Regions from separate parts of the Pan troglodytes genome. Here region 2 is linked to region 1. The links are chromatin contacts, called in public Hi-C maps. All regions are on one chromosome and are shown on one strand. The core of a region is the stretch at or near the end of the contact, and the rest is flanking DNA. Distances in the headings are between cores, read along the strand shown. Region 1 has its middle 210 kb from the start of SALL1. Region 2 overlaps LOC129137496 (a long non-coding RNA gene).

What was found. A called contact is a pair of places that touch in the nucleus more often than the background predicts.
Region 2: a Hi-C map of induced pluripotent stem cells shows a contact between it and region 1, with 2.1 times the contacts expected there. The contact joins two enhancer-like sites. A contact is called at or near these places in 2 of 7 Hi-C or Micro-C datasets (both in induced pluripotent stem cells).

Annotation. Positions count from the first base shown.
Region 1 is chr18:49,326,100-49,328,799 of NHGRI_mPanTro3-v2.0_pri, forward strand. No RefSeq gene overlaps it. Among named protein-coding and RNA genes, the nearest start is that of SALL1, 210 kb to the left of the region's middle. Within about 2 kb of position 1,337, at least 13 of the 24 cell types and tissues checked have an H3K27ac peak or open chromatin away from gene starts, as enhancers often do. A contact at or near this core is called in induced pluripotent stem cells, where this site is marked.
Region 2 is chr18:49,720,426-49,723,125 of NHGRI_mPanTro3-v2.0_pri, forward strand. All of the region lies in intron 1 of LOC129137496 (a long non-coding RNA gene), which reads right to left. Among named protein-coding and RNA genes, the nearest start is that of LINC02911, 280 kb to the right of the region's middle. Within about 2 kb of position 1,361, at least 1 of the 24 cell types and tissues checked has an H3K27ac peak or open chromatin away from gene starts, as enhancers often do. A contact at or near this core is called in induced pluripotent stem cells, where this site is marked.

The sequences.
Region 1 (2,700 bases), core at 87-2,586:
GACCTTCTGACCTTCAGACCTGTTGACTCATGCCACTTCCCTCTACTCAGAGGGGCAAATAGTTTTATTTTATAAAGTAGCTTTAAATGATTGGTAATGTCTACCAGGAATACTGTGTTGAGAAGGATTATGAAGCTTAGACTGGACTAGGGGGTGATGGAGAAGAGCAGCTTGATTGATTGGTGATGATTGATTAGTGAGGATTGATTAGTGATGGCTGATTAAGGATGATTGATTAGTGATGGCTGCCATAGTCATAGAGGAGAAAAGCAAGCAACTGTGCTGAGCCTACAGAAGTCACAATGTCTGAGCCTGCTGGACTGCCCACACTTCCCCTTTCTCCCTCCAAATGCTACCATCCTCCCAAATCCATAGGGGAAAAGGCCACCCTTAAGAATTTGCACCTAGAATACTGAAATGATTAATGATGTGTTCACAAATTGTTTGCATAAGGAATACTTTCTTCTTGTCATCCTGAGAAAACATGATATTGGTCTTCTAACAAAACTTGGAAAGTTAACTTGAGAGAAACCTTTTAGTTGCTCTACAACAGCCTCCTCATCAAGTAAATGTATTTCAGCATCAGGGATTTAAAAAAAAAGTCTACTTTTGCAGGTCATCTTTTGGGATTCGTTAGGATTTGTTAGGTCACCTTTTGGAATTTGAGCATTTGTTAGAAAACAAATTCTCACCGCGAATCCTTGTGTCCTGCCCCTCCTATATACTTTAAGATATAAAAGAAGCATCAGAAATGGCCCTTCTTATAAAGAACCTGCTAAGATGTGAAAGGGCCAAGAAAGAGGATGAAGGAGAATGGTGAAAATGGCCATAGGGTGAATATTTCTGACAATAGCACTGTGAATAATAATAATTATAACAGCACTAGCACACAGTTTGAAGGCTGTCTATGTTCCAAGCATTGCCCTTTATAGACATTTAATCCTATGGCAATCATATGAAATAGATAGTCTTACTGTAATGGTATCTTTCTTTACAGATGAGGAAATAGAGGCACCAGGAAGTCAAGATAAGGGCAGAGTTAAGACCAAGATGATTGTCCACATTGCTGGAACTTTTTTTGCATTTGGCTCCTGCGAAAATAGACTCCAAAAATTTACTTGGGTCTTTATTTAGCAAGAAATAGTATTGGTATTTAGATAGAATATTTAGATTTCCAAGAAAAAAACCAGAGTCAGAATAATCTTTTCCCTTGTAAATAAAAGAGAGAGAGAGAGAAGGAGTGAAGGGGTAACATTCCTCGGTGTGAAAAGTATAAGTGTCCCAGTGCTGGGCTGGCCTCCTGCTGCTGGGATGTCCCCCACCCCTGCGTTCTCCTCTCGGCCCAGCAGCCCAGCTGACATGTGATGGAGGCTCACAAAGGGAAGAATTCCACAGGCTGGGCTCTGAGCTTGTCCATAATTTGTTACATTGTTCCCCCACTTTTCTGCACGTATGAGATATGCAAGACCCCCGACAGCTCTGAGACCACTGCGGTGGCTGGGCACAATGGGGGGGCTCTGAAGCTGAATTGTGGCCATAACCTGGAGTTCCTTTGCCTTTGTGACTGCCAATAGGATGCTTTAAGTCATTGGGGTGGGCCTTTGTGAGTGCGATTACAAACCAGGAGAGGAAGGGTGAGGAAGCAGGGCTATCTGTGCACGCACATGCAACAGTTACTAAGCTCGTGTTTCTGGGGCAGGCGGAATAGGAGCTGGGTGTTTATAACATGGTCATTCTCCTTTACAGAATCCTCTGTGAGCCGAGCTGCTAACCACTATGACAGGACTTTGTTTTGGTAGCGTGTTAAGTTAGCTTGGCTGTTTCCACCTGCTGCTCAGACCCACTGGTGACATCATGCTCGCAGGCTCACTGGCAGGCTGGAGGATTCTAGTTTCATGTCCAAAGAACAAGCAAAAATGGAGCCGATCCATGTGGGAATGGTGCCCACATCTGAGGCCTCAGTCACATGTGTCCTGAGAGCTCTGGTCAGTGTTCCCGCAGTCCATGTCCCAGATGGCCCTCTTTTGAGACTGACCCATGCTCTGGAGCCAGAGCTCTGGTTCCCTGGCAACCGTCCCTCCCTGCCTCTCCTCACCTCCCACCCTGTCCTTCTGTAGACACCTGCAGCTGGGCTGCAGCAGGCATGTAGCCATTTGGAGACTCAGTTTCCTTATCTTTAAAATGGGGGGAGCCTACAGCTCCCTAAAATTTAGGAGGAGAGGGCTAGGCCCAATGATTTCACACACTTGCTTTGTATCTCTCTGCTGCTTCCCTGTCCATTTAAAAAATTATAAAGCAGGTATTACATATTGTATACATGCAGTACCTCTGTAGGTGCTGAAGCATAATAAAAGGAAAAAAATCATGCACTTGCCACTCAAATTAAGAAATAGAACATCGCCAGTATGGTAGTGTTTTCTGTATGTTTCTCTTCTATCTCATTCCACTCTCATAAAAGTAATCAAAATATGGGTCAGGTTCAGTGGCTCATGCCTGTAATCCCAGCACTTTGGGAGGCCAAGGCAGGTGAATCACTTGAGTCCAGGAGTTCAAGACCAGCCTGGCCAACATGGTGAAACCCTGTCTCTACTAAAAATACAAAAATCAGCCAGGTGTGGTGGCACACGCCTGTAGTCCCAGTTACTTGGGAGGCTGAGGCAGGAGAATCACTTAAACTAAGGAGGTGGAGGTGAGCTGAGT
Region 2 (2,700 bases), core at 111-2,610, 390 kb after region 1:
CAGCAAGTATCATACTCTCCCGTTCTTCATTTTTACAGTAAATAGCACTCTAGATATAATAAATGGCTGAATACACACAATTATTAAGATTCAGAGTCTGTCCTGTGACTTCTGCCCTCTTATCACTGTACATTCTTGGAGACAGTTTTATAGCTTTTAGGCTACCCATTTCTAAAGTCTGTATATGTATGGTATACAAATATACCCTCACTGCGTAGCACTGTAATTATGGGAAATCTGCTGGTGGATGGGGAAGAAATACTGTTTAGTGATGCTAGTATAGAACTACAGTTAACATTTTGGGAGTTTTGTCTCCTATTTTCATCTTAAAGATGGCCAAAGTTGTTTGGTTTAGCATTTCAAAAGCTAAATAAATAATGCATTTGCTTCAGTGGAAAAAAACCCAGGCAAATTTTCCAAAGGCTTATCTATTCTCTAGATGTTTATGGACATATTACTCCAGTTTTTAATGCCACATACTCAAACTAGCAATACTCAAACTAGGAAGGCCAAGTTCTGCCCACAGGGTAGCTGAAGTGTACATTTCAACTCAGACTTCATTTGTCACCAGATCCTGATAGCCATCGTGATACTTTCAAGTGCCCAGGATTTTCTGTTTTTTCACTTAGAAACGTGATGACTTGACCGGGACAGGTATATTGTAGGTAACTGGGGTAGGGTGGGCACACGAACCAGTGGACAGGAAGCAGGACACAGAGAAGACGCTTCCTGCCCTGGTCTGGAACTCCTCAACTGCCAATCTTTGCTGAGGATCAAGACACATTTGTTTCTGGAAGGTGCTGGGGAATTAGAAGGGGTGAGTGGGAAACTACCAGGCAGATGAAATGACTTTGTTTCTTTCTCCCGCCTTGAGCTTCTAGGTTTTCTCCCTTAAAACATTTTATGAAGTTGTGACTATTCAGTTTCAAGGGAAAATCCAATCAAAAGATTCCTCAATCTAAACATATACACCTGGCATTTGGTGAGCCATGTCTGCTTTTCTCCTCTCCTTGAGAGTGACCGTAACTCCCTATGGCCGTTTTGCTTTTCTCAAATGCTCAGGTGGATGCTGCAGCCCCGCTCCCCAAGCCTACTCTTAGCTTGTCTGAGACCTCTGCAGTGAGAGGTGAGTGCCTCAGCCCCAGGGGTCCCCTTCTCCTGGGGGCCTCGGCTCCAGGATCCGGACTTTCAGCTTCATACCCAGCAGGTAGCTAGGCTGCCTGCTGCGCCTCGTGTCTCAGGAGGGAAGTGTTCTGTGTTGTGTTTGATGTGGGTGTCGCAGTCACTAAGGAGACAGGTAAATCTCCCAGTGCTGAAATCAGGTTGGTGAGGAAGACCTGCTCCTGAGGCAACCGGCCTGCCTCCTGGCTTCTTTCTGCAAGGTAATGAAAAAGCCAAGCTGGGAAGGCAGGCTGGTGACAAGTATGGTCCCTGCGCATTCCTCGGGCTGACGGTAGGAAAAATACCAATGAGCCCAGCAGGGAGGAAGTATGTATCTCCCACTGGAGTTCACTGGATTTGTCATTTTTGGTTTAATGCACCTAGGTAGCAAGCCGACTCACTAGGTTTGACTGCAATTACCTTATCTTTCCTATTTTTAGTGACAGGACCAGATTATTTTAAGTGCACTTTATAGAAAACCCTTCTTTACTGAAGTATAAAGACTGTAATAAAGACAATACAATGTTTTGAAACTGTTTTAAATCCTTCACTCAGCGTTGCTTCTACAGATTTAACATGTAGGGGTTCTAATCTTACCGCTACTAATTAGAGCTTTAGTGTAATTGTGCCAACAGGGTGCTTGGCATAATAATTACTATTGAGAGATTCTGGTGGCGCAGTAACATGCCTACATAATGCAGATATGTCTAGGATTACAGTGCAGTCACCTTTGTATGTTGACTCAAGTTGGATTTTAACCAAGTAAGGGGTTATTTTGCCTTTATAATAAAGCTTAAAAGGCATATACATATGTATGATTTAGGTATCCATTTTTCCTCTTTGAGTCTTTTGAATATTAATTAGCAGGAACCCCAGAAGGCAACAGGGACACATTTTGTTTCAAATATCTCACAATTTGGGGCAATTCACTCTGTAAGTGGGATCGTCCAGGCCTGTGTGGCAAAGAGTCTATTTTGATGCAACGGTGCACTGCTCCTAGATCACTCCCAGGGTGAGGGTGGAATCCTGCCTTGTGACAAGCAGGGTAAAGAAATGGGGACTCTGGGGCCAGCCAGGAGCTGGATTTGTTTAGGATGTGTTTCTTGTTTCCAAGAGGAATCTATAAAAACAGTTTCTCAGTAATTCTCTAGCACTTACATCTTAGAAAATGTCAGGCTAGTTTGGGGAAATCTAAATCTACCCCACACTAGGTAGTTTCAATGATCATTATCCCTATTCTCTGTTGTTTGCTATAAAGCGGAGATCTAAAAAGACTTGTCCAGGTAGTACACGTGGGAGGTATGTGGAGTGTGGATGTGTGTTTGCCTATGAGGGACACGTGATCATATATACTAGTCCTTCTTCGCCAGGGACAGACCTCAAAATTGGGCAGGTGGCCTTGATGCTTCCTCCAGATTTATCAGGCCACTAGCAAGGGCCACGTTGGTTGGTTTCACTTTGAGTCACGTCAGCTCTAGGGAGGCTCCTTGCCCCATGTGGGGGCTTCCTGCCGCTGATATGCTGGGCACAGAAGTGAGC